Regions from separate parts of the Mus musculus genome. Here regions 2, 3, 4, 5, 6 and 7 are each linked to region 1. Evidence: chromatin contacts called from public Hi-C, HiCAR-type, HiChIP or PLAC-seq, capture Hi-C and promoter capture Hi-C data. All regions are on one chromosome and are shown on one strand. The core of a region is the stretch at or near the end of the contact, and the rest is flanking DNA. Distances in the headings are between cores, read along the strand shown. Region 1 holds the start of Nsmce3 (NSE3 homolog, SMC5-SMC6 complex component). Region 2 holds the start of Tm2d3 (TM2 domain containing 3). Region 3 holds the start of Klf13 (Kruppel-like factor 13). Region 4 has its middle 8.4 kb from the start of Gm39024. Region 5 overlaps Gm32633 (predicted gene, 32633). Region 6 holds the start of Tarsl2 (threonyl-tRNA synthetase-like 2). Region 7 overlaps Fan1 (FANCD2/FANCI-associated nuclease 1).

Region 1 (3,586 bases), core at 372-2,871:
AGCTTATCATGGAAAAAAAAAAAAAGTCTGGAATCATGACATTTCCTTTTTAGCCGCAATTTCTAACAGGGAAACAATAATAATAATAATGGTGAACTGACTCAAAAGTATAGTATTTGTTATACTAGAAAAGAATCTTAAGTAGAACCCATAGGACAACAGAATTATGATTATGAATATAAAAATGCTAGAAAACACATCACATAGATTTCGTGGGACCACAAGTGCTCACACCCAACAGAATATGTATATTTAAAGCTGTGTTGACAAGAAGCTAAAACAATTTTATTTTCAATTTTAAAAAGACTTTTATTTTTCCCCAGGAACTAGTCATTAAGATAATAGCTACCCTGTTTCTTTATCGTCTAGAACATCAAAGCAATTTACCAAAGTGTTCCTTCTTGAATATGTTTGGCATCATACAATTTCATTTAGGTTTAGAAAGTTAGAAAACTCTTTATAAACAAAAAGACAATTAAATGAAAATTTAAAGCTCCAAACCATAATAATAATAATAAAAAAATCAAACAAAAAACCCTGCAACACATCCTAACGCTCCAAGGCCTTTATGCGTAGCAGAATCAAGCTTCCTCCGACCCCCATTCCCCCTGTTCTTTTATACTGGATCTCCAGAGTCCCTCAGACCATAACTCAAAGAGTTCAAGAGGATGTGGCTGGGGCACTAGCAGTTGCAGGTCTAGCCCTACTCTCCTCATCTGCCAAAGCCTCGCAGTATTGTGTGGGCCAGTCTTTGGGGTCCTGGTTATGGACTTTGGCCACAAACTTAAGAACTTTCATCTTGCTGGTTTCCAGGTTGGTTCGCGGGCCCCACTGTAATTCATAGTCCACAGGATCGGTGTGGGGTATCCTCCGGTACTCCAAGTAGCGCTGCCGCACAAAGTCTTCGGTAATGAGTTTCTTTGGGTCGCCAAAAATTAAGTGTTTCTTAGTGGGGTACACTCCGAGCCGTCGCAGGAAGTCCCAGACCTCAGTCTCGGTGATGGTGTTGCCTTTCATGAAGATAAGCCCCAGGACTATCATAAGCAGGCCCGAGATGGGGGTACCCTGATCGCCCCTCATCTCCGCATCCGCCTCCACCGGCTCCAGCATGTTGATGAGGATGTAGCTGTGGCTCTTGGGCTCCAGCTCCACCAGCTTGTACCCGAACACGTATTGCAGGCGCTCGGCGGCCAGCTTCAGAAGGTTGGGGTACACGTCCCGGTAGTCGCCCACCACGTGCTTCAGGATGTCCGTCCGCTTGATCGGGATCTTCTTCTGGTCCTTGATCAGCAGGAACTGCACCAGCTCGGCCACCTTCAGCTCCAGCTGCTTCTGAGTGCGCGGCCCCACGGTCGGGGCCGACAGGGAAGCGCGGGAGCCCTGGGAGGAGCCGCCCGCGGCGCGGGACGTGCTGGGTCCTTCCTCGCCAGCGCCTCCCCAGTCCCGCTCCGGGTCAGCCTGCGTGCTGGGCCGACCGCGGCCCCTCGGCTTCTGCAACATGTCCCCGGTCGGCGGAGAGCAGGCCGCGATCGGGAGCAGCAACCGCCAGAAGACTCCGCCGAGCGAGCGCGCCCCAGAGGCTGGGAGAGAAGCTGCGGCGCGCGCGTGACGTCACGTCGCCGGCGCGCTGCGTCCGGGAGGCGGAGCGATACGACTGGGAGCCAGCCTGCGGGGGCGGGGACTCTTCATAGCTACTGCGCATGCGGAGGGCCTCGGCGCTGGCAGCAGCTCCTCCTGGGCTTTATCCCCAGTTTTAATGAGAATTGAATGGTGTTTATGAGCTCATATAAATAGAAAACAAGAACCAAAACTTCTCGGCAAGTGTGCGGTTGAGTTCTAGGGCACACCTGTTTAGACACGTCTAATAGTTTTTGGTTAGTTTTTAAGCTACAAAGTTTGTCTATGGAACACAAAGGATAAATGTGTGCGGGTGGGAAAATAAAGGGAGAGGAGGAAAAGATCTGGAAAGTCAAGAAAAAAAAAAAAAGAGTTACCGGGCAGTGGTGGCGCACGCCTTTACTCCCAGCACTTGGGAGGCAGCGGCAGGCAGGTCTCTGGGTTCGAGGCCAGCCTGGTCTACAGAGTGAGTTCCGGTGCAGCTAGGGCTACACAGAAAAAACCTGTTTCGAACCCCCCCCCCCCCCCAAATAAAAAAAAGTGTTGACTTGTGCACCAAATGCGGGACATGACAGACTAGGGGACCCTGTCCCGGTATCTGTCCTTGGCAGAGTTCATTCCCACCTGGCCAGTTAATTTCTGTACAATCCCTTGAGTCTGTAAGGGAAGTTATTCTTAAAAGCAAGACTTCTGCAATTTTCAGGTTCACATTCTCTTCATTGAATTTCAGTTAGATGACCATGAGAAACCACGTAAGCACTGCCAATAACGTGACTTAGTTTGGTAATGTGGACTGACCTTTTGGAAGACATGTTTGGGAAAACTGCCGCGGACCCACATCCACAATTTTAGCAGAAACATGTTAGAGGAATGCTAACCCCAGAGGCACTTGCTCTCTCCAGAGATTACCATTTAATTTAGGTTACCAATGATTGGGAGTAGCAATAATGTGAATTTCTTAATTCTCTCTCTTAATATATAAGCTTTAAAATCTCAATAAGAAAGAGAAGAGCTATCATCCTTTATAATTTGTGGTGTGTGTGGCTTGTAGATGGTTTAAATTGTGCAACTCTAATAGACAAAATGAGTCATTTCATTAACTCAAACCATCAGCAGTCTGTTGCTATTACTGCTGTGGATCTCAGCAAATGGGTTTCTTCTCCATTTACTGACAACGGAACTGAGTTTTCCTCTCTCTTTTTTAAAGCTACCAAGAAAATAGGTAAACTATTCAGAGAACGAACTCAAATTGATTTCCTCCTTAATGCAAATATATTCAGAGGAAAGCAATTCAGATCACATTATTTGAATAATAACACCAAAACATGGCCTTATTAAAATTTCATTAAATGTAAGCAGCATAAAATTTTTGTTTATAATTCAATATGAAAATGCACTCTGATAATGGGACCTGCAATGCTAATATAAAATCCCACCCCATGTTGTGATTCAAGTGTTCTGAAATCTAGTGAGCTTTGAGCAGTAACTTTCTATTCCATACAGGGTCTACGAAGACATCATCAAAGGTTGGTCGCAATGGCAGAGGCTGCAACAGTTTGAATGTGTCCTTTAAAGCTTGCATGTTGGAAATGTAATCCCCCCACTGAAGAGGGCTTTGTCCTCATGAGTGAATGAATGCCATGTTCTCTGTAATGAGTTAAGATTAAATCAATTTTGCCATTGTACTCTCTAAACCTCTCACGACACAGTGATGCTCCACAGATGTGGTACCTGGCCCCTAGTCCTCCCACCCTTCAGAGTCACGAGTGGAGGACAATTCTCCTATTTCCAGTTTACTCACTCTGTGCATTATTTTACAGCAACACAAAATGGACCGAGACCAACTAAATAAAACACAGCATCATGACACTCTTCCATTCATCTGCTTCAGTTTCCCTGCATACTGAATTCTGTATTTAAGTTCATCAAAGCCTCCTGCGATCTAAAAAATCTGCAAAAAGGTCCCTCC
Region 2 (3,555 bases), core at 459-2,958, 820 kb after region 1:
CCCCAGCAGCCACCACCTCTCACCCAACAATGACAGGAATAGGCTTTCAATAAAAGCCCATGGCCCTTTTGTAACATGGAGGGGAGATGTCTTATTTTCTAATACACACATCTCAGGTATTTTTATGGCTGCTTTACTAAAGTTCACACTGAAACTCATGCCCAAAGCTGGAATTGCTATTTCATTTAGTGTGCAATCATAAGAGAAGTACTAATATCCTGTTAGTGGCAAAGGACTATGAAACCTCAAAGAGATTTTGTACAATCTGTTATTTGCATTGTGAGTTAAGAGTTACAGTTTTAATGCTTCTAATCATAATTCATTATATTTATCTTTAGAAACACTAAAGTCCTAAATAAAATGCATCACATGGTGTTTCTAGAGCCTCGGTATGTTCCATTGTTGGACGCTTGCCTGGAGTTGAACCACTGCTTTCCTGGGGTGTTTCACTTGTATGTTGAATCGAGTATATTTCTGATTTTTTTTTTTTTAAATCAAGACTGGGTTTCACGATGTAGTTCTGGCTGGCCTAGAACTCACTGAGATTTGCCTGTCTGTGCCTCTGGACTGCATTTCTGATATATTTAAATTATTTTTATTTTGTGTGCATGGGTATTTTGTCTGTTGTCTGGGCACTGCAAGAGTGTCTTGTGCTTATAGAGGTCAGAAGAGGGTGCCAGATTCCTGGAACTGTAGTTCTGGGTGATTGTGAGCCGCAGGTGGGTGCAGGGAATCAAATCTAGGTCCTCTGGAAGAGCAGCCAGTGCTCCTAACTGCCGACTCAGCTCTCCAGACCCTGTAGTTCCGATTTCAACCTTATTGTCTTGGCACTTAATTAAAATACCGTTATGCCAAAGAGAAATTAGTTACAGATTTATTTCACTAGGTGCAGCAGAATTCAAATTAGATGCAGAGAAGCATCAGTCTTTGATATATTATTGATTCTCCTGAACATGAAGAGTGAAGCATCATAGATGAAACCAGTGTGAGGGTGTAGGGTGCGAATTGTAACCATTTTTAAAGCTAACATTTACTGCAGGATTGTTGTGCGCCGAACACCATTTCATGTACTTTTTCACTTATCAGATGTGCAAGTGGGAATTTGGGGACCCCAAAGTGCAAGTCAACAGAGAGAGACATACCAACAGCATGCTTCCTGAAGTATATGCCATAGAAACAACGTAGGTTGCAGAGAGCAGCTCCCCCTCCTCGAGGTTGCTCTCCTGGCCAGTTTGGGGTTGGACTCTGCTCCTACGTGAAAATTCCACACACTTGGCTCTTGTCCCAGGCCCTGAGACCTAACCTGTTTTTCCAGTCTCAGAGGAACTCTAAACTCCGCGTGTCCCCCAACAGGCTGTGGTAAAACCTAAGGCAGGAGCCCTGGGTCCTGGTGCATGGGACTCTTGGAGCTGCTTCCCTGGCTTCATGGGTCAGCGGAACTAAAATGGGCTAACCACATCGCATCACAACCGTTTCCCAGACTCCCAATGGAAAGAGAAGGGCATCTCTTCAAAGGCAGTGAGGGGCTATTCTGGTCCGAGCTACTTCCTGCTGCTGCGGGTCCCCAGTTTCATTCATTTCCCTTGGCCAACAGCACTCAGAGCACGGCGACAAGGAGACCACCCAACCTCCGAGCTGGGAAGCAATGACACCCGCCGGCGGCGCCCCGCAGCAGTGCGCCTGCGGGCCGCGCCCGGACACGCCCCCTTCGGCGCGCCCCCACCACAGCCCCGCCTCCTGGCCCGGAAGTGCGCACGCGCAGCGACAAAAATGGAGGCTGCGGCCGAGCCGCTGCGGTCTGTCCGCCACCTGTCCCGCGTGCTGCTTTTCCTGTCCCAGTGCTACATTCTGTCGGGAGATGGTGAGTTCAAGGCTGGGGGCCGCACCGGGTGAGCTGGTGGCAAGGGGGTCCCCGGAGCCGCAGGAGGCCGGCGACCGACGCCTGGGCGCCGCAGCCCGAGGCCGCAGCACTGCGCTCCAGCCCGCCCCGAAAACCGGTGTTCCCTGAGTCGGTAGCCCAGAACCCCAGTCGACCCCGTCATTTCCGTTTCTTGAGCCGTAGATGCCCAGTGCAGCCCCTACCTGTTAAGCACACAAACCAAGGGTATCCTATCCCATGATAACATGCCTTTCTAATTGTAGGATCCTTAAATTTAGAGCATTCGCAGCCGCTGGCTCAGGCAATAAAGGATCCGGGCCCAACACGTACATTCTCTGTAGTTCCCAGGGCAGCAGGTACTAGACGTTTTCTATTCTAGTAAATGTGCATATTTATAAGGAGTAGTTGCCCGCCCCCCTTTGTTTTCGATACAGGTTTCTTTAGTATAAGAAGTCGCCTTTTGGTTTTGGCTGTTAGATGTGGTGTTGTTTAGATATGTAAATTAAGGGCAGACAGCCGCTTTCAGTAGACAGTTTTGGTCTTTTTGAAATCTATGACTTACCTCTTCATCCAGCCTTACAGGACTCTTCGTTTCTGTTTATTTTTTATTTTCCACTCTCTTCCAGTTCTTTAGCCAGTACTGTTTTCCCTTGAGTTAAAAACCAACCAACCAAACACCGAACTCTACAATGCTTCCCTAATGTTATATGATGTGCTGGGTTAAGAAGGTTGGATAGATACCTGGAGGATAATCCGGGTGAGATCGGGCTTTGAGGGATCTTTGTTTCCTCACCTTTGCAGCCACTGTAGTTATCTTGATTTAAGGCCTTTTCAGCCTTGTGATTTGAACCTTCCAACCTCGGGCCACATGGAGATAGGAACAATAGTGGGAAATGGTATTTATAGCGTTAGCCACTTCATGTCACTTCCAAGTATTCCTGTTTTGCTAACTGTCCGCTAGCTCTTTAGGTTCATCTGTTTGGAGTCCTATTATTTCAGGGATTGGACTTGAAACTGGCAGAGGCATTTCACAGATTTTTATTTCGACGTATATACTAACACCAGTATTTTCTAGAATTGGAGGGCTGAGGGTGTTGTCATTTTTGTGGTGGGGGCGCGCCGAAGGGGGCGTGTCCGGGCTTCATTTTTCCATCAGTAACTTTTGCTGGAAAGGACATTGGATTGGATTTGGAGAGCTGTGTGTTCTGGTTCCAGTTCTGTCCAACATGTCCTCTGGTATTTTGCATAGACTCTGCCTTATCCAAGCTTTAGTTTGTCCTCTGTGCTAATAGCTCTTGGGTCTGACCTGGGCCCACATTGTCTCTCAATGAGCACTTATAGTTTTCATGGCCATGTGGGAAGCAGGAAGGAGAGACGTTTTACTAATCACACCAGTTAGCAGGTCACAGCCAGCTGGTGACAGAAACCCTCTTAGATTGCAGGTGTCACTGACCCCAACTCCAAGCTGTTTGCATTCTAGCACATGTGTCCTTGCTGATTGATCTCGCCACCATTGAAAATTGCCTTTCACTGTTCTTTTGCTCACCATCCGTAGAGAATCAGCTGTTCTCTCACCTCACAGAAAGTACTGAAATCCCTCCTTACATGACGAAGTGTCCAAGCAATGGTTTGTGTAGCAGACTTCCTGCAGACTGTATAGAATGTGCGACCAATGT
Region 3 (3,757 bases), core at 1,036-3,535, 930 kb before region 1:
CAAACCCCACCCACCTTCTGGGCTCACAGACCATTAATTTCGACTCCGAATGCCGGGAGATGACAGTCTTCACTCAATCCCATCACCTGCCACGTGGTTTGAGGGACCACAGATAAGGGCTGAGGACCCCCCCCCCAACCCCCGGCCTCTATAGAGAAAGTTCTGACACCTCCCTGGCCTAGAGCTCCGGCTCGTTCCATTATGAACACACGGGCCTTGAGCTCTAGTCTCCACGACTTGCATGTCTAGAGCTTCTCGGTCGGTCACTTAACTGTTAGCAACAACAACAACGAAAAGAACAGACCCCGGTAACAAAGTAACGGAATTAAGTATTTTTTGCAGTGAACTTGAGAGTTAACTGTTACGAAAGAGTTTCTGTGAGCTCAAAAAAGGAAAAAACAACAACAAAAAAACCCCAACCAACCCTAAATGTTTGTGTTAACACCAAAAATGGAGGGGGGAAGTCGGACTTCGACATCAACTACCAAGAGTCGAGCTGCGAAGCGGTCCCCGGAAACCAGAGAGGCGAGTGACCTCACGCCATCCCAGGTTTCAGGCTCAGGCCGGCCGCCCTGGTACAGGTGCCACCTGCCTGCACACAGCCCAAGAGCAAGTGAGAGTTGGATCAGAAAGGTCAGTGAACGGAGCGCGCCTTCCTAGAGCAAGCGCAGCCCCCTGCGGCCGGGCGCGCCCCCGCCGGCCGGATGGGCTGGGGCTCCCACAAAGAGCCGTGGGGTAGGGAGCGAGGACTGGGACCGCCCCCCGCGTCGGCCAGCGCCGCCGCTGGGTCGGGTTGCGACAAATTAAACCTTAGAGCCCTGGAAAAATTACAGGAAGAAGAGAACGAAGAATGTGCCGAGTGGCTGAAGGGAGCCCTGTCCCCGCGTGAACTTCGCCCGCCCCAGCCGGCCCCTCCCTCGCCAGAGCCCGCCCGGAGGCCTGGGAAGAGGGGTGGCGAGACTCCAGCTCCCCGAGCACCTACGCCCCAAAAGGGAGCGCCGCCTGCCCCCCCCCCCAACCACCTCTAGCGCACCTGCCCGCGCCGCCCGCAGCCCGGATGACGACATCTACCCCCGCGGCCCCGCCCCAAGAGCCTGGGAGGGGGCGTGCCCGATGGGGGCGCGGTCGCCGAGAGGGCGCCGGCTCCAAGCGCCACGGCCAGCGTCACGCGAGGCCAGAGCGCCAGGACAGGGGCGCGGCTGCGATCGCCCTCAGCTCATGGCTCCCCGCCCTCGGCCCCGGCCCCCTCTAGCGCTGGGCCCGAAGCTCTGGGGGCGTGGCCGGTCCCAAGCAGTCCCTAGTCCGCGCGTTCGCGGCGTCCCCGCCGCCCCACTGACCTGTGTGAGTTCTCAGGTGCGCCTTGAGGTGCGAAGATTTCCCGTAAACTTTCTCGCAGCCCGCGTAGTGGCACTTGTGCTTCCTCTGCGGGGACTCGAGGTCCGCGCGGCTCCGGCCTCGCCGACCCCTTTGTCTGAGGCCAGGCTCGCCGCTCCCCGCGGGGCCGGGCTCCTGCTCCAATGCCGCCTCCGGCTCGCTCCACGCGGGGCTGGGGGGCGCGGCCGGCGCGCCTGCTTGTCCCGGGGAGGCGGGCTCTGGGCCGGGTGGCGGCGCAGGGGGCGCAGGCGGCAGGCGGCAGGGGGTCCTCGCCTTGCGCGCAGCGGCCCCTTCTCTGCGTTCCGCGGGGGCGGGCGCCGGCGCCTGCTGGTTGAGGTCCGCTAGGATCCGAGCCACCACGAAAAGCGAGGCGCTGTCCTTGCCGTCGCGGCGCTCGTCAACGCGGGGCAGTGTGGGGGCGGCGGCGGCCGCGCCCTCGGGCCGGGGTTCAGGTCCTTCCCGCGGCTCGTGCACGACTGCGCGGCTGGACATGGACACGAGGCACTCGGCGGCAAAGTGGTCCACATAGGCGGCGGCTGCCATGCTGCGGGCTAGGGCGCGCGGTGCTCTCGCAGGAGTCGTCAGCGGCGCATCCGCACCCACGGCCTCCGGGAGCGGCGGGGGGCGGGGGCGCGGCGCGCCCTCTTCTCCGGCTGGGCTGGGCTGGGCTAGGCTGGGCGCGTAGCCGCTTCTGCCGTCACCCGCGCGGCTCCGCGTCCGCCTGGCCGGGCACTGGAGGGTGAGCGCATGGGGGGCTCCAGTAAGGAGGGTCCGCGTGCGGCGTCAGAGTCGGCCTGTCTTAGGGACGTCGAGCGGAGGCGACGTTAGGCACGACCCCTGCAAGTTGTGGTCGCAGTTCCACCGTGCATTGTGGCAGGCGGGACAGCCTCCGTGCGCGCCGCGGCTCGGTGTGGGCGGACCGGCCCCGGGGGTGGGCGGGGCCGGGGCCACATCTGGACCCGACGTCAGCCCCCAGCCACATCCTGGCGGCGCAGGTTACAGGCGGCAGCGGCCGCAGGGAGCAGCGCGCACGAAGGGGGCGGGGAGCCTGGAGCGCCTCAGGAGGGGCGTGGCCAGTGGTAGACGCGAACTCCATTGGCTCTTGAGTACTTTATGCAGCCAATCCGGTCCTCGAGAGGGTTCTACTGGCCGCGGGACCTGCGCGCGCCAGTGGGCGTGCCCCTGGGCCTGCAAGAGGAGGGGCGGAAATCGGAGCCGGGCGCGCGGCGCGCAGACGCATGACGTCCGAGGGTGGCGGGCCGCTGTGTAGCGGCGCAGGGCTGGGGCGCGTGCCTCCCGCAGCGGGAACCCCGCCGGCCCTTTCCATGCCAGAGCTTTTGTGAGCAGGCAGCAGTGGGTGGCACGAGGATGGCAACACTGAGCAAGACACCCTGTGGTCGCTCCGCCCGCCGGGAGTGCGGGCAAGGTGGCGTATCGGTCCCTATGGGACCTAAGCGGCCGACCTCGCCTATGGGCGGGACATTACCGAGCCTCACCCCACCGCAGCGGAGTTCTCTGGTGGCCGGGTTTGCATTGCCCATCTCCAGCCACCTCCTCACCCCGCTCCTATTGAGCTCCGGTTCTCTACGCAACCTTGGCCCGAGCCTTGTCACCACTGGGGCCGCCCCGCCCCCGCGCGGCCGAACTGCCCTTGAGCCTATGTTAACCTGGCTGATGCAGGACCCACCACTGCCAATGCTGAGGGAGTGAGCTACGTGCTGGGGCTGCGGTCGCGGCTGTTCAGGGAACACGGGGCCCCTTCCTCCCCCTTCCTGCCCCAGGCCTGCTGCCAACTTCTCCAGGCCGCCCCTCTCCCACCGCGGTCCTGGAGGCTTCAAACACCACCAGCTGCGAGGACCCCGCCCAGGGCGCCCCACCCATCCACTGTCTGGGCCTCTGAAGGAAATGCTCCGCTGCGTCCTGCCGGGGCCTTCCAACTAGGCCACCTTGCTCTAAAGTCTAGACACACATTCATGTTCTTTCCTCTCTGAACACTAGGCCATCATCAGAGAGACCCGTAGCTTCCAACTGCCTTTGAACCAATCTTAACACACTCAAAAGACTTTGGCCGCAACTGGCCTCTGACCTGTGAGGGTAGGATCAGCAGCCTCTCCTTTTCATTGTGGATGATACCTTAAAATAAGTCAGCCACCAAGTCAGGGAGACCCGACTGCCGGTTGGTCGACCCCAGTGAGCTAAAGAAGGGTCAGTCACCTCACTACTGGTGAAAATTAAGAACCATGGCTCTGATTTCAAGTTCTTCCCCAAGTTAAATGGGAGCCTAAAATAGAAAAGACTTTGATTTCTGATAATTGAGGAAACTGAACAATTTGGAATTTTCAGTTGTGAAACTTTAGGTTAACGTTTGAACACCCCGAGTGTG
Region 4 (3,808 bases), core at 1,163-3,662, 910 kb before region 1:
TCTTCCAGCTCCACACTGCCTCTCTCAGCCTCCCAAATCCACAGCCAAGGCTGTGAGATAAACACCAGGGGACCCCGATCTGTAGCTTCAGCCGAGTGTGTCTGTGTGACTTAGATTCACAAGCTGTGCAGAGAGCAAGTGACCCAGTAGCCAGGCAATGTACATTTGCAGTGGGATGAGTAGGATGTTATTCCTTGTCTAAGTGGATACCTGCTCAGGCACACTCACTTGGGAATCCTTTTTTTGTTGTTCTGGGAGATTGTCATCCCATCCAACCTCCCAGCTACCATTAACTACTATTGTTTGCTTTGTTTACTCCTGGGAGACTTCTGAGAGCCTCCTATAGACCAAGCAGTTCTTGGAGGCTCTAGTGCAGAGATCTTGACACCAAGTGTGTGTGTACCAAGGTTCCTATATTCTCCCAATCCCGAGAGACAGGGAGTGGAGTGTGTGCCCTGTCCAGGGCTTCCACAGTAGGGATGTCAGTACTGGCTTTTCAGAAGCAAGGAGCCACTCAGAGCTGGATCTGTCTCCACTGGTCTGGACATAAACTATCCATAGAACTGAGGTAGTTAAAAACCAGAAGACTGGAGTAAAAAGGGCCTTTTGCATTTTTAAGAATTTCCATACAACCCAAGGCAAAGGAAATACAAATATGAGAGCATTTCTAAATGGAGTGTGATGTGCTGCTGTGCCCTCAAATAGAAGAAGCTAAACAGCCCCTCCTCTAGACTCCTTTCTTAAGCACACCATCAAGGAAGAACCCCTGGTGGCCCTGGTGCTCGGGGGACCACTGTCTAGCCTGGTGAAATCTCCTGGGAGTGCAGGCCATTAAAACTGTGTAATGTGAAGCCCGGCATGGTGGCACACGCCTTTAATCCCAGCACTTGGGCAGATTTCTGAGTTCGAGACCAGCCTGGTCTACAGAGTGAGTTCCAGGACAGCCAGGACTGCACAGAGAAACCCTATCTCGAAAAACAAACAAACAAACAACCCACCCAAAACTGTGATGTGAAGTTGCAGAACTGGTGATAAAGCTTCCCACTGGGCATCCAGGCAGGTGGGCTATCCTGTGTACACTGAACAGCTACCCCTAGGAGGCTGAGTGGTGGGGTAGGGATGGGGACAGGCCAGGGGAGGGCTGTTGTTTCTTAGATCCAGGTGGCCTTACTGGAGTTATTCAGGCAAGAATTCTGCTCCTTCATACCCAATCGTCCCTTTGAAGACAACACTCAGACAAACGGAGCCAGAGAGAATGCAGGGTGCCTCCATCCGCTGAGGAAAACCTAAGCAGGTGCTTTCTGCACTGGGTGGACTAGCTAGTCACCAGCATCTCCATCCCCATAAGCTAGAGGGGAGAGTGTATGGTCCCAGCACTGTGCACGGGGTTCAGGAAGCCCAGGTACCTTGCGCTCCCTGCTGGGGGCTGACGAAACCCCTTTACCTATCTGACTACCCAGCATCTGCTCTCAATGCACCCAGCCAGCCCAGCCATACTATGGATTATTAATGCCAATTTTCATGAAGAAAAAAAAGTTTTTTGTTTTTTTTAAAATTGGAGTCTCACTATGTGACTCCTGGCTGGCCATAGACTAGGCTGGCCTTGAATTCAGAGATCTCTCTGCCTCTGTCTCCCTAGCGCTGAGATTAAAGGCATGTGTCCAGATATATCCATGAGTTAAAATTTTTATTTTTTAATTAATTAATTAATTAACTAATTAATTAATTAATTAATTTGAGAAAGGGTTTCTCTGTGTAGCCCTGGCTGTCCTGGAACTCACTTTGTAGACCAGGCTGGCCTCGAACTCAGAAATCCGCCTGCCTCTGCCTCCCAAGTGCTGGGATTAAAGGCGTGCGCCACCACCGCCTGGCCGAGTTAAAATTTTTAAGCAGATGAAAATAGAATCACCAATGTAATTTTCTCAGTATCTTTCACAAATACTCTATCAAGCCTTTATTATTTCATCTATAAAATGTGTTTTAACATTAAAAAAAAACTCATAAAAAATAAAAGCATGCATCACCATGAAAACGTATCAAAACTGTCTTTTTAAATTTCTCATTCTTCCTTTTGGGCTGGGGTTATCTGGAGAAATCCTCAAGATGGTTCTGTCGTGGCTGAGTGGCCAGGGAAATGGACCTTGTGCGTACAGACCCTGTTAGCTGATGCACTGTCGCCAAACTATTTTCCATATATAGGCCCTAGGGGTGTTGGGTGTTCCCTGAAGGATCCTGGATGCCACCCATGGGCTTCCTGGAGAGCGCCTGACCCAGGCCCTGGAGGAGTTGGCAGGGTACATTCTCCCTCTTTAGCCTGGCATCCCTGGCTTCCAGGACTGGTACTGCTGGCCAGCCAGGGCTAACCCAGACACTGATGTGTGTTTGAAGCCAGCTGCCACACAAAGCTGCATTGTGGACCTTTGGCTGGCAGGCACAGCACGTGACCACAGAGGGTGGGTGGCAGCCAGATGGGTGTGCCCCACTGCCTTCCTCTGGGCTGGATTCTGCATCCTTCCTTCTGACCCACACAGTGGAAGCCCAGCTAGTTAAGGAGCCATGCAGAATGAGAAAGTACCCCTAAGACCTCCCTCCCTCTGTGTCCCTCTGTGCTCTCAGCAACCAGGCCCAGCTTTACCCAGAACCTTATCCCTTTGTCTCTGTCACAGGCTTCTTATACCACAGGAGCTTGACTGTCACATTTTTTCCTGTGAGAAGGACCACAGGGACAGAGCAGGGCTTTGAGGAGTTGGCTGGAGCCTCAGCTCCCTCATTCCACCCCCACTCCCTTTTTTTTGACCAGTTGGCTCTGACTTCCTGCCTCAGTTTGGGCCACCATGGCTGGAGGAGGAGAGAAGCCCCTAAAGTCAGGGTTTCAACTTACCCAGAAGCGCAGTTTCACATCTGAGTAAAACAGCAAGAACCTCCTGCCCAAGTCACTGACTCTTTCCTTGAACTTCAGGCATGAGTGGGTCTCACAGGCAGAGACAAATCCATACAAAGACAGCCCCCCTCCACTGAGACCAAGTGAAGAAATGGTAGCTTTTCCCTAAGGGGAGTCTGTGTGCAGCTCCCAGACACATTCCTTTCCCTTCCAGACACCAGACAGCATGCATTGCACGTGGGGTGTTATAGCTCAGATGTGGAGTGTTCCCTCAAAGGTCTGGTTCCCAGCTGGATGTTTCTGCTTGGTGGTGGGACCTTTAAGAAAGGGGACCTACTAGGAGGAAGTTGGGTCACTGGAGATGTATCCTTGAGGCCCAGGCCCCTTCCTGTCCCTGCTTTGCCAGGCACCATGAAGACGACAGCCCCTTCATTCCACCCATACACTTCCTGCCTTGTGTTCTTTGTGCCACAGGCTTGAAGACTTAACAAGGCCAAGTAACCATCGGTTGACACCTCAAAGAAACAGGAGCTCTGGAATCGATTTTCCCACTTTTAAGTATGGTATCTCAGATGGTTCTGTCACAATTGCTGGGAACTGGCTGAGAGTTTTGTGGTTGGCCTTCTTGCCTTTCTAGCCACATGGTGCCTGAAGCCTAAGGAAGCTACAAAATGAGGCATCGTTTCTGTGTGCTAATGAGGGCTCTGGTGGCCAAGGTTCTCAGACAGCCTCAGGATGGAGATCCCCATACTAGACGGTTGGTAGTTCTTAGCCCCACCTTGACCTGGTGTCTTAGTCAGGGTTTCTATTCCTGCACAAACATCATGACCAAGAAGCCAGAAGGGGAGGAAAGGGTTTATTCAGCTTACACTTACACACTGCTCTTCATCACCAAAAGAAATCAGGGCTGGAACTCAAGCAGGTCAA
Region 5 (3,852 bases), core at 555-3,054, 860 kb before region 1:
GGATTTGACCTTTGGAAGAACAGTCGCTCTTAACCATTGAGCCATCTCACCAGCCCTCCACCCACATCCTTTTTAACCCCAGTACTGGACAACTATAGACCTACTCTGTATCTCATATGAATTTTTCTCTTCAAAGACTTTTATATGTATGGAATCAGATAATATATGGTCTTCTGTGACTGGCTTCTTTCAATGACAAGTCTCCTTCATTCTCCATTCAAATATGGACATGTATCCCTGAATAGATGCACACTTTGCTCGTCCCATCATCATTTGAGAGGGCCTCTGAGTTATTTCTACTTTGGACCTCTTATAAACAGTATTGCTGTGAGTACTGGCTGTGTAGGGATTTTTTTTTTTTCATCCATTTTGGATGTACACCTAGGAGCAAAATTGCTGGTCAAGTCCCTAAACTTTTGGATAATTGAAGATTGATTGTTTCCTAAAGATCCATACCAGTTTACACTCTTGCGAGCCATGCCCCAGTCTCTCAGGATCCTTGCCAGCATGTGCTTTTGCCTGACTCTCTTTTCATGAAGTGTTGTGGATGAGATGGTCTCACGATGATACACTGTAGTTTAAATTCTTCCTTGAAGAAATGGGGTTGAGTTCCCTATCAGATTTGTTAGCCATTCAGAGATGTTCTTTCATGAAGTTTCCACTTAAGCCTTTAATGTTTTCTTTCCCCGTTGAAGTATTTGCTTCTCCACTCCCTTTTATGGTTCTGGGCCCAAACCCAAGACTTCATTTATGCCAAGTGAGTGCTTTACCACTCAACTGTGTCCTCAGCTTTTCTACAATCTTCTTATTGATTCTAAAGACCTCTTTACATATTGTAGACATCAGCCCTTTATTTGGATGTGTTTTGTAAATATTCTACACGCCCCCAAGTTGTACATGTATGCATGCCTTCTTCCTTCTCTCCTTCCTTCCATTCTTCTGTCCTTCTTTTCTTCCTTTCTCCCTCCCTCCCTCCCTTTCTCCTTTCCTCCCTCATTCCTTCCCTCCCTTCCTCCTTCCTTTCCTTCTTTCTTGGTCTATATGGTATAGTGGCCCATGCACGCCATATGGAGGCCAGAGGTCAATGTTAGGTGTCTTTCCCTGTAGCTCCTTACTTTGATTTTTGAGATGGCTTCTCTCACTTACCTGTAGTTCACTTTTTCAGATGGACAGACTTCCCAGTAAGCCCAGGGGCTCCATCTGGTTCTGACTCTGACATCTGAGGCCGTGCTACATACACAACCACCAGCCCTGGCTTTTTCTGTGGGAACTGAGGAACTAAACTAAGATCCTCACACAGAGAGCAGGCACTTTATCACCAAGCCTTCTCCCCAGCCTCAGCTTTTAATCTATTAATAAATCTTTAAACATGAGTTTCTAATTTTACTATGGTCACCTCTGTTTGCTTTTCTTTCTTTTCTCCTTTTCTCTCCTTTCCTCCCCTTCCTCACTGTTGCTGTTGCTTTGGTCATTGCCCTCTTTATCTTTCCTTCACAGTTTCTTAGAGGGAAGTCAGAAGTCGCCCACACAATCTTCACAGACACCAGCTTTACCATAACATTTGAATACAGTGGCAACTTCCTGTCCCGAAGCCTCGCCTTTTCTGGTACTTCTGCCCGAGCAACTGTAGGTAATAATCAAAGGACTACCCAGTGCCTCGTTTCCCATGGTCAATGAGTTCATCTCCACGTGCATGGTCAAAGAGGAGAAGAGCGAGCCCAGCCGCAGAGATCCAGCTCTGTGGTCTGTTCCCTGAGTCAGTCAGTATGTGTCTGCTCAGGAAAAACAGTCAGTGCCCGATTGCCTCACATGGGAACTGGCTACAGAGAGAGTGCGGAGGCCGGATGATGAAAGAGTTGCTGAGAGGAGAGGGCTGGAGAAGCAAAGGAAGAAGGCTGTGTGTGTGTGTGTGTGTGTGTGTGTGTGTGTGTGTGTGTGTGTGCTTCTGCTGCTAGGGTAGGAAGAGCACATACCCATGTCTTGGGTAATTGGTGCTACTGCGACAGACTATCTCAGACCCCACCCAGCTTAACTTAACTTATAAACAGCAGGGATTTAACCTGCACACTGCTGGGGCCTGGGGCACTGGTGAGCGATGATTCTACTGTAGGCTTCCTGTTTTGTAGTTGGTGCTTGTCTCAGAGTCTTCGGATGGTGGAAGGGCTGAGGGATCTACCCCCTCCCTTTTATTGTTCTCAGTGTGAATGTGTGCGTGCGTGTTTGTGTCTGTGCCTGTGTGCACGTGGGCACATACGGCACATGGCAGGACATGCCTGGGAAGGTCAGAGGAAAATCACAAATGTGGGTTTTCACTTTGTAGCTTATTTGAGAAAAATTCTTCTCTCCCTGTCTCTATAAAGAATATCTTTCGCTGGGCAGTGGTGGCGCATGACTTTAATCCCAGCACTTGAGAGGCAGAGGCAGGTAGATTTCTGAGTTCGAGGCCAGCCTGGTCTACAGAGTGAGTTCCAGGACAGCCAGGGCTATACAGAGAAACCCTGTCTCGAAAAACCAAAAAAAAAAAAAAAAAAAAAGCAAAAAACCAAAAACCAAAAAACTTTCATCCTTTGAAAATCTGTACATATAAACAATGTGTCTTGATCAGACCCACTCCCAGGTCTTCTTCCCTTCTCTCCCACTTCTACAAGGTACCTCCCAGCATTCCCTTCCTACAGAATGTGCTCTCTTTCTCACTCACTTTTTATACACACACACACACACACTTGCTCACACACACACACACACGATGCACAGTCATATGCACAGACACAGATACACACAGAAACACACACACAGATACACATAGGCACAGATATACATGGACATACACAGACATACACACAGAGATACATACACACAGAGAGAGACACACACAGGCACACATGTACACAGGCACACAGATACATATATACACAGACACATACACACATAGAGATACACACACACACACACAGGCACATACACAAAGATACACACACACACACACACACACACAGAGTTGACTGATCTTGTGCAGATAGCTATCATGGCAGAGAGCTCATAGGTGCAGTGCCATGCTGTGTAGAGATGACAGCACTTCACAGCATACCTCCTTATCTGCTAGCTCTTAGATTCCTTCAACCCCTTCTTTCACAAAGTTCCCTGAGCCTCGGTAGGCAGGGAGTCGCAGGCAGGGAGTCGTTCATGCAGACCTGTCTCACTCAACATTAAGTAATCACTTATTATCAACACTTTGACCAGTTAGGAGTTTTTACGTTAACTCATGACCATAGCAAAGAGAAGTTCCTTTGGCTAAGGTTGTGGGAAGGCAGAATGGATTCATGAGTATAAACATAGTATATATAGGAAGCAATTTTGTAACAGTTCCATTTCAAAAGGCAACAGTATAGTCGATTCTCCTCTTGCGCCTCTGACCTCAGAGCTTTTCGCTAGACTTATAGTACCAGCCATGAATTTCATCCTATGGAGCTGGCTTCAAATCTAACCAGAGAGTTGTTGGTTACCCCATAACCTTCCTCTCACCGTCCTCTGTCCTGCCTGGTCGGATGGTATTGTAGCACGCGGTGTTCGCTCCTGGGTAATACCGCAGATGGATTTTCTTCCCAGTAGCTCCATTGCACTTCGGTCACTGTGACACGTAGGAGGACATTTCCAGCTTGATTTTCAGATGTGTTTCTTTGTCCTTAACTGCTGAATAACCAGACTAGCTGGCCTGAAAGCATCCAGGTATTCCCTCCTATCACCCGATGGGATGCTGGGGGTAAATATGCCCCTTCTATCAGCCCACGGGGTGCTGGGGTTAAATATGCCTTCACTACATCTCCATCTTTTTACATGCTGGGGATTCCAATT
Region 6 (4,035 bases), core at 11-2,510, 770 kb after region 1:
ATAAGAGAAACAAAGTCATGTGTGAACTTATTACTGGAGTCTTTAGAGTCAAAGCCTGGCTTCTGGAAGTTTCAACGACATAAGCTCAGCTAACCCTCTGAAACATGCCAATTAAAATGACAGTTAACAATAAAAAGCAGAGAAAGGAGATTTATTCATTGTGGTTACAGTGGGAAGATGAACAGCTACAGGGGTTCAGCCACCTACCCCAAGCCCGTCATTGGGGTGCTAATATGAGGTTTAAGTTTAAGTAGAGGCCAGTGGTGGAGGTGTGGCTCCATCATCGGCTTAGTTCCAGTCTGTCCAGCAATTCCTAGGGCAACTCCTCCCCCAGGGGGCAGCAGGGCTTCAGCCCTTTCCTGCTCCAGGATGAGAGCTTAATTCTTTGCGGACCACTGTTTCCAAAGTCCGATAGCACAAATGTTTCTACTTAAAATAATCTTAAGACAGTTATAAACAGCATTTGCTCTAGACTCAAATAGTGAACAATGTTGTGCTGGCCAGGCTGAAGTTTTTGTAGTGCTCTTCTGTGTGTCCTTGCCAAGTGCCACTGTATTTGCACAGCCTTGGCATGAAGGTCTATTTTCAATGGCCGCTTTTCAGAACCTGTTTGCACAGTGTGGTGACTGCAAGAATTTAAGAGGGGAATGAAAGAAATCCATCAGGCTTTGCTAACGGTTTGGACAATCTGGTCAAGAGACGCACCTCCTCTGGGCTTCAATATCTCAAACTCCAGTTTCATTAGACTGAACACACTTCCAGTAGCACCTGGACATGCCTCCAAACGCTAAAGATGCCCATCCGGTGGTCCCACTCCTGCTGCCTAGGTCCAGAGCGTAGTTCTCAATCCTGCAGTGCACCCAACATTGGCCGTGTTCCTGCCCGTGCTCCCTGCCACACTCCCCTGCCCATTTTCCTTGTTTTATGAAGCATTGCTCAGCCGTCTCATCTTCCCCAGCGATGATGCCGCGCTGTCTCATCGCTTCTCCTCTGAAATGATGCCTACCCTTGCCCCTCCCATCACTCCTGCCCCGCCCTTCATTATCCTATAGCCCGCCCCTCTTCTTTGCCCATCGCCTGGCCTCTGCACAGTTGCCCCGATATGGCCCCGCCTCTTGCCCGTGCATCGCTCCGCCCCATGCAGGGATACCCAGCTCCAGCCCCGCCCCTCTTCCTCCATCGCCCCGCCCCATATAGTGATGCACCCCCACTTCACCCCGCCTCCCGAAGTCCTTCAGCTCCGCCCCGCCCCGTCTCCTTGTCACTCTGGCTGGGCTGGCGGGCTCAGGTGGCACAGGGAAGCTACCATGGCGGCCCAGGCCCTGGCGGCTCAGGCGGTGGCCTCGCGCCTGCAGCGGCAGGAGGAGGACATCCGCTGGCTGTGCGCGGAGGTGCAGCGCCTGAGGGACGAGCAGCTGCGCGGGCCCGAGCGGGGCCAAGCCGAGGGCCCGCGCCTGACACGCGAGGTGGCACAGCTCCAGGCGGAGAACCGCGACCTGCACCAGCGCCTGTGTGGCCTGCGGCTGCGCCTGGCGGAGCAGCGCCGCACCGAGGCCGGGCGAGCGGCGGCGCACGAGGTAACCGGCGGCCCAGGAGTACGCACTCAGCGGGTTCCAATTCTGCACCCGGGTGCGGACAGGGCTGCAGGGTGTGTCCCCGCCCGCGCCCTGCCCACTGCCCACGGCCTGGGGAACCGCTAGGTTTCCACCAACCTCCTAACTGACCAGCTGGTATAATTTCTCAGCTCTTCATTGGACAGACTGCAAACAACATTTTTTCCCTCCAGTAGCAGATCAAACTGAGGTGCATGCCTCTAATCCAGAACTCTGGAGGCTGAGGCAGGAGGATGGCTGAGAATTTAAGGCCCGCCTGGAGTAAATATTGAGAATCAGGTCGGCCAGGGCAATATGAGAAGACGCTGTCTCAAATAAAAACTTTTTAAAAGGCCGCTTCAGTGTTTAAGAGTCACAGTATCCTTGGAGAAGAGGACCTAACAGTTTCTATTCTCTCTGCTGGCTGGTTCTGTGCTATCTGAAGACAGGTTATTTTTACTGTCTTATTTTGGTGGTTTGCTTTGAGGCCTATATGTGATCTGTATATTTAACAGAAGTATTTGATTACAGTATTTTCATGTTTTAGAAGATTATTAAGTAACAAATTAGAAGAATTTTTTTTCTAAGTTCTAAAGGCTTTCTAAAACTGAGGGGTTTTTGGTTTTTGTTTTGTTTGTTTGTTTTGTTTTTGCTCTGGCAACATCTAATGAAATAGTGCAATGAATAAGAGTCTGGTGGCAGCCACAATTTCCAGTGACATTATTTGTTTAAAGTTTAGGGAAGAGTGACAGAGAGACACAGAGACTGTGTGTGTTGCAGGCTATGGGACCCATGGCCTTGTGAATACTGGGCAGTGCTCTATTACTGAGCTACACCCCCAGTTTTAATGTGCTCGGACAGATAGGGCTGAACTCTGAAACCAGATCCCTGAGGGTTATAAGTAGATCCTGGTTCCCACAGCCCAGCCGGGACTCTCCAACCATGGGCCCTGCCGTGAGCTCTCTGGGTTTCCTCCTTCCCCGGGTTTCTCATGTACTGCTCTTGCCTCCCATTATCTTTCAGCCTCCTACCCAAAACCAAGAGAAGGACACAAAGAAGAAGAGGCTGAAGCAGAGTGAGCCTGGCCGGGAGGTAAGTCGCTGCTGTAGAAATGGAATGTTCACTAGTAATCCTGGGTCTGCGGGACGTAGGGTAAGGACATAGTTACTGGTGAAATTGTCTGGACCACACCAGTAACCTCTTAGAGTCAAGTTAGCCACTGGCTCAAGGGCTCTCTACTCTTTTCCTTCTTTCTTTTCTCTTTCTTTTGTTTTAGTTTTTTCTTTTTTTGTTTGTTTGTTTTTTGTTTTTTCTTGAAACAGGCCTTCTCTGTCCCTCTTACCTAAGGTCTTTGAATACTATACCCATGGACATTTCTCTCTCCCACTATTTACAGTGTATCTATGCAATGTTACATGGTGTAGCAAGGCTTTGGCTGTCCTGACACTCTCTCTGTCAACCAGGATGGCCTCAGAGTCACAGAGATCTACCTGCCTTTGCCTCCCAAGGGCTGGGATTAAAGGGTGGGCCACCACCACCCACTTTCTCCACGTTTTTTAAAGGTGAAATAATAGAGTTCTGACGTCATATTTCCTGCTTCTACCAGCAAGGGTTTATAGAGACCCAGCACTTGTTAGGCCCAAAGGAGGAGTACCTAGCCTCAAAGGTACTACTCTGGCTATAGAGGTCAGACAGACTAAGGACAAACAAGTAGAGGTAGACTGAGATATGGCACAGGCAGCCCCCAATGTGCACATACATGTTCTTCACTTGTGGATTTTAAAATCTGAAAACACTTGGGGAAAAATGCCCTGTACTGACTGACTTTTTTGATCATCATTCCCCCCAAACAGTACAGTATAACAGCTATTTTCCGAGCATTGCATTTTGCTTTTTATTAATCTAGAGATGACTTAAAGCATATGGGAGGATGTGAGAAGATGTGCTAAAACTGTGTGACTTTATTAAGGACCTGAGCATCCACGGGGCTCTAGGAATCCAGTTCTCGGGATACCAAGGGTTGTCTATTAAGAAGTGCTACACTGTATATATAATATTGCATAAATATACAGTCAGTGGTGGGAGAGGGATACGTCCATGAGTGTAGTATTCAGAGACACTAGGTAAGAGGGGAAGGGCTGCTGGAGGGGACATCAAGAGAGGGGGAGCATGCGGAGAGGTGAAGTAGGACCCGCTGAGCCAATAGCTCCGTGGGCTGAGTCCTTAACGGTATGCTAATGACTTTCAGGTGAAGCAACCGAATTTTATAAAAGAGAGATTGCAGCTTTTTGAAACATTGAAGACAGATCATCAACTGTTACCTGCTACTCAGGAAAAGAAGAACACAAACAACGTGATTTCAGTGAGGGTGGCTGGTGGGAAGACAGTGCAAGGAGAAAGGTGGAAAACAACACCTTATCAAGTGGCCGCTGGAATTAGGTAA
Region 7 (3,881 bases), core at 746-3,245, 520 kb before region 1:
CGCGGGAAAGTAGTACCTGAGCTTGCTGTAGGGAGGTGAAGCGGTCCCAGCTGACCAGAGAGGCCACTCTGCCTTGCTGGGCCTGCCATGCTTCGCCCACCCAGGCCCGCAGGCTCTCAGCAGGGGCGCTGTGGATCAGCTGCAGCCTGGCTTCCAGGGCCTGCTCCCTGCTTGCGAAGAAGCTGTCCGTGAGCAAATCCAGTGGGGATGCCTGTGTGGAAGAGAAAGGGAACTTTCCTAACATGCCTGGGGAGGGCGCTTAAAAACAGGGGATGCTGGAGTTCCAGGAGATCTGGAAGCTGGCCAATTGGCTGACACATTTTTTTCCCCCTCAGAAGAGATGAGTTAAAATTATCAGACTCAAGGAATCTTAGCCTGGGTTTTTAGTGATTGTTTTTGCCCTGAGTGGAATTGGTTGAGCTCCATCCGGTGCTGGTGGGACTGTGTGTGAGAGCGCTTGGTTGGATGCTGGCATGAGGCCAGGTGCCCAGCTCAGGGTTCTCGGTGCTTGAGTCAAATGTAATACTGAAGGGAAACTAGGCTTGGGGTTAAGATCTACTAGTTCCTGTTTAAAAACAAAAGGTTTTTTTTCCAATGCAATTAGTACTACTGAGGGTAAAGCCCAAAGATGACCAAATGCCAGGCTGCTGCTGGCTTGAGACCCTGGTGCAGAGGAAGGCGTGAGGCACAGGCATACAGAGGAGAGGCCCTGGCACGATGGTGTTAGGAGTTACCTGGTAGGCATTTCTGAAGACGTCTGGTATTCCATCCATGAAGATGATATCCCACAGCAGGAGGCCACACAGGGTGCTGAAGGTGGACCCTTCTCCATGAATCCCTACAGCAGCGCCACAGGAGGAGAAAAACACCTGCTTTATCTGGTTGTTTAAGAAAATTGTGATGCCAACCAAAGAGTACACATGGAGGGACTCACGGCTCCAGCCGCATAAGCAGCAGAGGATGGCCTAGTCGGTCATCAATGGGAGGAGAGGCCCTTGGTCCTGTGAAGGCTCTATGCCCCAGGGTAGGGGAATGCCAGGGCCAGGAAGTGGGAGTGGGTGGGTTGTTGAGCAGGGGGAGAGGGGAGAAGATAGGGGGTTTTCAGAGGGGAAACCAGGAGTGGGGATAACATTTGAAATGTAAATAAAGAAAATATCTAATAGTAATAATAAAAAAGAATATCATGATGACCTAATGTAAATTTTTCTCTTTCAGGGAAAGAACTGAGATATTAGAATGTCTGAAAGACATGCTACTTCCAGCTTGCTCTTCACACTATATTCTTTGCACATAGAAGCTTTATTTAAGGAGAAAACTTCAAATGGGCATTGGAAGGTCACAGAGCAGTGGTTCTCAATAAGCAGGCTCTGGCACAGGCCTCTGGCAACCTACAAGAAATGATTCCCGAAGAGGGAATGACAAAAGGCCAGGCATTTGAGAGAGCCCCGCAGCCTCAGGTTTACCCAACACTCTTTCCATTCACAGGGCTCACCATTCATAAAGCCAATTTGGCCTGATGAGGTTACTACGGTGTTGCTGATATGCAAGGCTTCTACGGAAACCGTCATCTGTAAAGACCACCTAGTTCTGGTGCCTCCTCGTGCTGAAGACACAATCACCAGGAGACATCCTCATTGAACAGCTGGGTCCTAGGCCACTGCAAGGCAGCAGCACGGTGTGGAGAGAGGAAGGTCCTGGTATAAACTTCAGACCTGTGTCCCCGAGTGCTGCTTTATCAAGCTCCTCTCTCTAAGCTGGGTGTCTCTGCACAGCCACAAACAGCCCAGCAAAGGAAGACAGCTATGTGGTCATCTTTCCGCCTTCCTATCATGCTCACACTGGCAGCAAAGCTCCCAGGGAGCACAGGGGAGAAAGCAACGTGGGAGTCAAATGCTGGCACACTGGTCCTCCTGCCAACCGGGAGGCTGTGGCTGTAGCCTGTGGCTGTGTTCTATCCTGAACTCCAGAGCTGTGCAGGGCCTTGTTTGTTCCCTCCTAGTTCTGGCTCCCTTCCCTGTGGCCTGTTTCCATGGTACAAAAGGATGCAGTGAACAGGGCTTGCTCAGCCTGGCTGAAACAAGCCCTCCAGCTACCAAGAGCATTCACATCAAGGTACCAGGCTCTGGCCTGCCGGGAAGAAAGCTAGCTGGACCTAACTTCCAGGTTTCCATCCCTGTGTGAATAACGCTCCATCACTGACACGGAGGTCAGACTCATTCCTGACCGCTGTTATGCTCTGAATTCTGACTGAAGTCATTTTTTTGGAATAATCCTCCTGATCTATTCAGAAACAGCTTCCCCTGGAGGGTTTGAAATTTCCTCTACATAAATCCCTCTACAATAGAACCCAGCAGCAAGTCATATCAATTTTCCAATATATTAGAATGTAATATAAATTTAAAACATCTTATGTGGAGATATCTTATGTTCTGGAAAAAGAATTCCCTGCTGTTTTTCAAGCTCCTGGATAAACTGGAAATATTTTCCTGTGCTGAATTCCTCTGGCCAGGAGCTGGGACAGTTGACATGTCTGTGACATCACCTAGGGCCTGGAATTTCCATCCTCCTACATCTCTAAGCTTTTCAGGCTCGCTGCACAAGGACAGGATTTGGCTGTCCCCATGAGAACTCCTCAGCAAGCACAATGAGTGGACATCTCGGGCTGGCTGGTTAGATCCAGGGGGAGAGGCAAGAGGGAAGAGGAGGATGTGAGATGCTGAGTGGGTGTGGCTAGCACATACTCTCGGCCACCGCCACCATCTCACAACACTAGGATGAGTATTGTCCACCACAAAGCAGTCCTTAAAAATATAAAGTAAGCCAGGCGTGGCGGCACGTGCCTTTAATCCCATCACTCAGGAAACAGAGGCAGGTGGATCTCTGTGTGTTGGAGGTCAGCCTGAGCTACAGAGTGAGTTCCTGGCCAGCTGGCTACCCAGGGAGACCACCCTGACAGCCTACCCCACTGCGTTCCTTGTCTCTGGTGCCGACAGGGAGCTTCCGCTCTATTTCGTTCCTCCAGGGTTGACTTATGTTTTCCTGATTACTACGTTTTACAAAGGGGCCTGGGGTGGACATTTGATTTTTCCAATTAGAGGGCGTGTGCTCAAGCTTCCACTTCTAAAGCATTACTTGCAGTAAGTCTACTCTCTGAGACAAACTCTGAAGAAAGGCTAAAACGGGGAGAGAAACAGGTAGCGGGAAACGTACAAACTCAAGGAATTGCCAACTGACATTAGAAATGCACTATTTAAAACCAAAAGCCTCTTCACGCCTGTAATGCAGCAGGTCTCTCACACTGACGAGGGAAGCCAGAGCTGCTGTCACTCTGCGTGACTGTACCAACACTCAGCTCTGCCCACGCACATCGGACCACGACACTGTGGCCTCGCTATCCCACTCCCAGGAGGCATCCTGTGGCCAATGGCCCCTGCAAGAGCCGCCTATACACAGGCCAGCGAATTCTAAGAAGAGCTTGCCTGCCTGGCACAGAAGGCCCAGGAACAACCAAGTCAGGAATGCGGAGGTGTGCTGAGGGTCTGAGTGTGTATCATGTAATGAAGCACCCCAGAGCCCTAAGGGCAGCATGGCAGGAGGACAAGTGATGTGAGGGGCACCGTGGCAAAAGGACTCAGGGTCGAAGCCGTGTGGTGGCTGTGCAGCTGTTGTTGAAGCCAGTAGCATGTAGGCAATCTCACGACTCTGCATTGGTCAGCTCGCTACAGCAGTTTCTCAGTGGACATTCACACTCAATGGGCAAACCAGCAGGCCCTTCAGCACCCTCCTCTCCACCGGCAACAGACCACCAGGCTCTCAGCTCCGACACTTGTGTTCTTGGAAGCTAGCAGATTTCCTCTCAAGCTCCTCACACCTATGAACTT

The links. Promoter capture Hi-C pulls out the DNA fragments that hold promoters and counts their contacts. Hi-C and Micro-C count contacts between places; a contact is called where the count stands out from the background. HiCAR-type assays count read pairs that join an accessible place to other places. HiChIP or PLAC-seq counts read pairs in DNA pulled down with a chosen protein or histone mark. Capture Hi-C pulls out chosen DNA fragments and counts their contacts.
Region 2: a capture Hi-C map of embryonic stem cells shows a contact between it and region 1, with 2.6 times the contacts expected there. The contact joins the promoter of Tm2d3 here to the promoter of Nsmce3 in region 1. A contact is called at or near these places in 3 of 39 promoter capture datasets (the C10 cell line, cranial neural crest and pre-B cells), 1 of 484 Hi-C or Micro-C datasets (CD4 T cells), 2 of 115 datasets of contacts at active chromatin or transcription factors (memory CD8 T cells and thymic regulatory T cells) and 1 of 9 other capture datasets (embryonic stem cells).
Region 3: a promoter capture Hi-C map of liver shows a contact between it and region 1, with 2.9 times the contacts expected there. The contact joins the promoter of Klf13 here to the promoter of Nsmce3 in region 1. A contact is called at or near these places in 4 of 39 promoter capture datasets (the 3T3-L1 cell line, liver and pre-B cells), 2 of 115 datasets of contacts at active chromatin or transcription factors (astrocytes and thymic regulatory T cells) and 1 of 9 other capture datasets (liver).
Region 4: a HiCAR-type map of astrocytes shows a contact between it and region 1, with 2.8 times the contacts expected there. The contact joins the enhancer-like site here to the promoter of Nsmce3 in region 1. A contact is called at or near these places in 3 of 39 promoter capture datasets (the 3T3-L1 cell line, liver and pre-B cells) and 2 of 115 datasets of contacts at active chromatin or transcription factors (astrocytes and embryonic stem cells).
Region 5: a Hi-C map of B cells shows a contact between it and region 1, with 10 read pairs. The contact joins the enhancer-like site here to the promoter of Nsmce3 in region 1. A contact is called at or near these places in 1 of 39 promoter capture datasets (pre-B cells), 1 of 484 Hi-C or Micro-C datasets (B cells) and 1 of 115 datasets of contacts at active chromatin or transcription factors (bone marrow-derived macrophages).
Region 6: an H3K4me3 HiChIP or PLAC-seq map of pro-B cells shows a contact between it and region 1, with 5 times the contacts expected there. The contact joins the promoter of Tarsl2 here to the promoter of Nsmce3 in region 1. A contact is called at or near these places in 8 of 39 promoter capture datasets (the 3T3-L1 cell line, the C10 cell line, embryonic stem cells and 3 more), 6 of 484 Hi-C or Micro-C datasets (B cells, CD4 T cells, the G1E-ER4 cell line and 2 more), 10 of 115 datasets of contacts at active chromatin or transcription factors (astrocytes, embryonic forebrain, embryonic stem cells and 4 more) and 3 of 9 other capture datasets (adipose tissue, embryonic stem cells and liver).
Region 7: a contact with region 1 is called in a promoter capture Hi-C map of hippocampal neurons, with 3 times the contacts expected there. The contact joins the enhancer-like site here to the promoter of Nsmce3 in region 1. A contact is called at or near these places in 11 of 39 promoter capture datasets (the 3T3-L1 cell line, 3T3-L1-derived adipocytes, the HPC-7 cell line and 8 more), 1 of 484 Hi-C or Micro-C datasets (cerebral cortex) and 2 of 115 datasets of contacts at active chromatin or transcription factors (microglia and pancreatic cancer cells).

What each region holds. Positions count from the first base shown.
Region 1 is chr7:64,871,419-64,875,004 of GRCm38.p6, forward strand. Nsmce3 (NSE3 homolog, SMC5-SMC6 complex component) reads right to left here and starts at 1,622. Exons shown (of 1, transcript NM_023239.5): 1 at 264-1,622. The coding sequence starts at 1,500. The coding sequence ends at 661. The region is part of intron 2 of Fam189a1 (family with sequence similarity 189, member A1); the gene reads right to left.
Region 2 is chr7:65,691,709-65,695,263 of GRCm38.p6, forward strand. Tm2d3 (TM2 domain containing 3) reads left to right here and starts at 1,709. Exons shown (of 5, transcript NM_026795.3): 1 at 1,709-1,861; 2 at 3,435-3,555. The coding sequence starts at 1,771. Gm33234 (a long non-coding RNA gene) reads right to left here and starts at 1,734. Exons shown (of 2, transcript XR_391545.3): 1 at 1,143-1,734. It overlaps Tarsl2 (threonyl-tRNA synthetase-like 2), which reads left to right. Exons shown (of 19, transcript NM_172310.2): 19 at 1-385.
Region 3 is chr7:63,936,630-63,940,386 of GRCm38.p6, forward strand. It overlaps Klf13 (Kruppel-like factor 13), which reads right to left and starts at 2,286. Exons shown (of 2, transcript NM_021366.3): 1 at 1,338-2,286. The coding sequence starts at 1,917.
Region 4 is chr7:63,962,934-63,966,741 of GRCm38.p6, forward strand. No RefSeq gene overlaps it. Among named protein-coding and RNA genes, the nearest start is that of Gm39024, 8.4 kb to the left of the region's middle. Within about 2 kb of position 2,413, at least 105 of the 459 cell types and tissues checked have an H3K27ac peak or open chromatin away from gene starts, as enhancers often do. A contact at or near this core is called in astrocytes, where this site is marked.
Region 5 is chr7:64,010,152-64,014,003 of GRCm38.p6, forward strand. It overlaps Gm32633 (predicted gene, 32633), which reads left to right. Exons shown (of 6, transcript NR_169109.1): 4 at 1,498-1,630. Among named protein-coding and RNA genes, the nearest start is that of Gm32633, 25 kb to the left of the region's middle. Within about 2 kb of position 1,805, at least 172 of the 459 cell types and tissues checked have an H3K27ac peak or open chromatin away from gene starts, as enhancers often do. A contact at or near this core is called in B cells and bone marrow-derived macrophages, where this site is marked.
Region 6 is chr7:65,643,638-65,647,672 of GRCm38.p6, forward strand. It overlaps Tarsl2 (threonyl-tRNA synthetase-like 2), which reads left to right and starts at 1,261. Exons shown (of 19, transcript NM_172310.2): 1 at 1,261-1,577; 2 at 2,616-2,684; 3 at 3,841-4,031. The coding sequence starts at 1,308.
Region 7 is chr7:64,349,301-64,353,181 of GRCm38.p6, forward strand. It overlaps Fan1 (FANCD2/FANCI-associated nuclease 1), which reads right to left. Exons shown (of 14, transcript NM_177893.4): 11 at 735-838; 12 at 17-211. Among named protein-coding and RNA genes, the nearest start is that of Fan1, 23 kb to the right of the region's middle. Within about 2 kb of position 1,996, at least 60 of the 459 cell types and tissues checked have an H3K27ac peak or open chromatin away from gene starts, as enhancers often do. A contact at or near this core is called in cerebral cortex and hippocampal neurons, where this site is marked.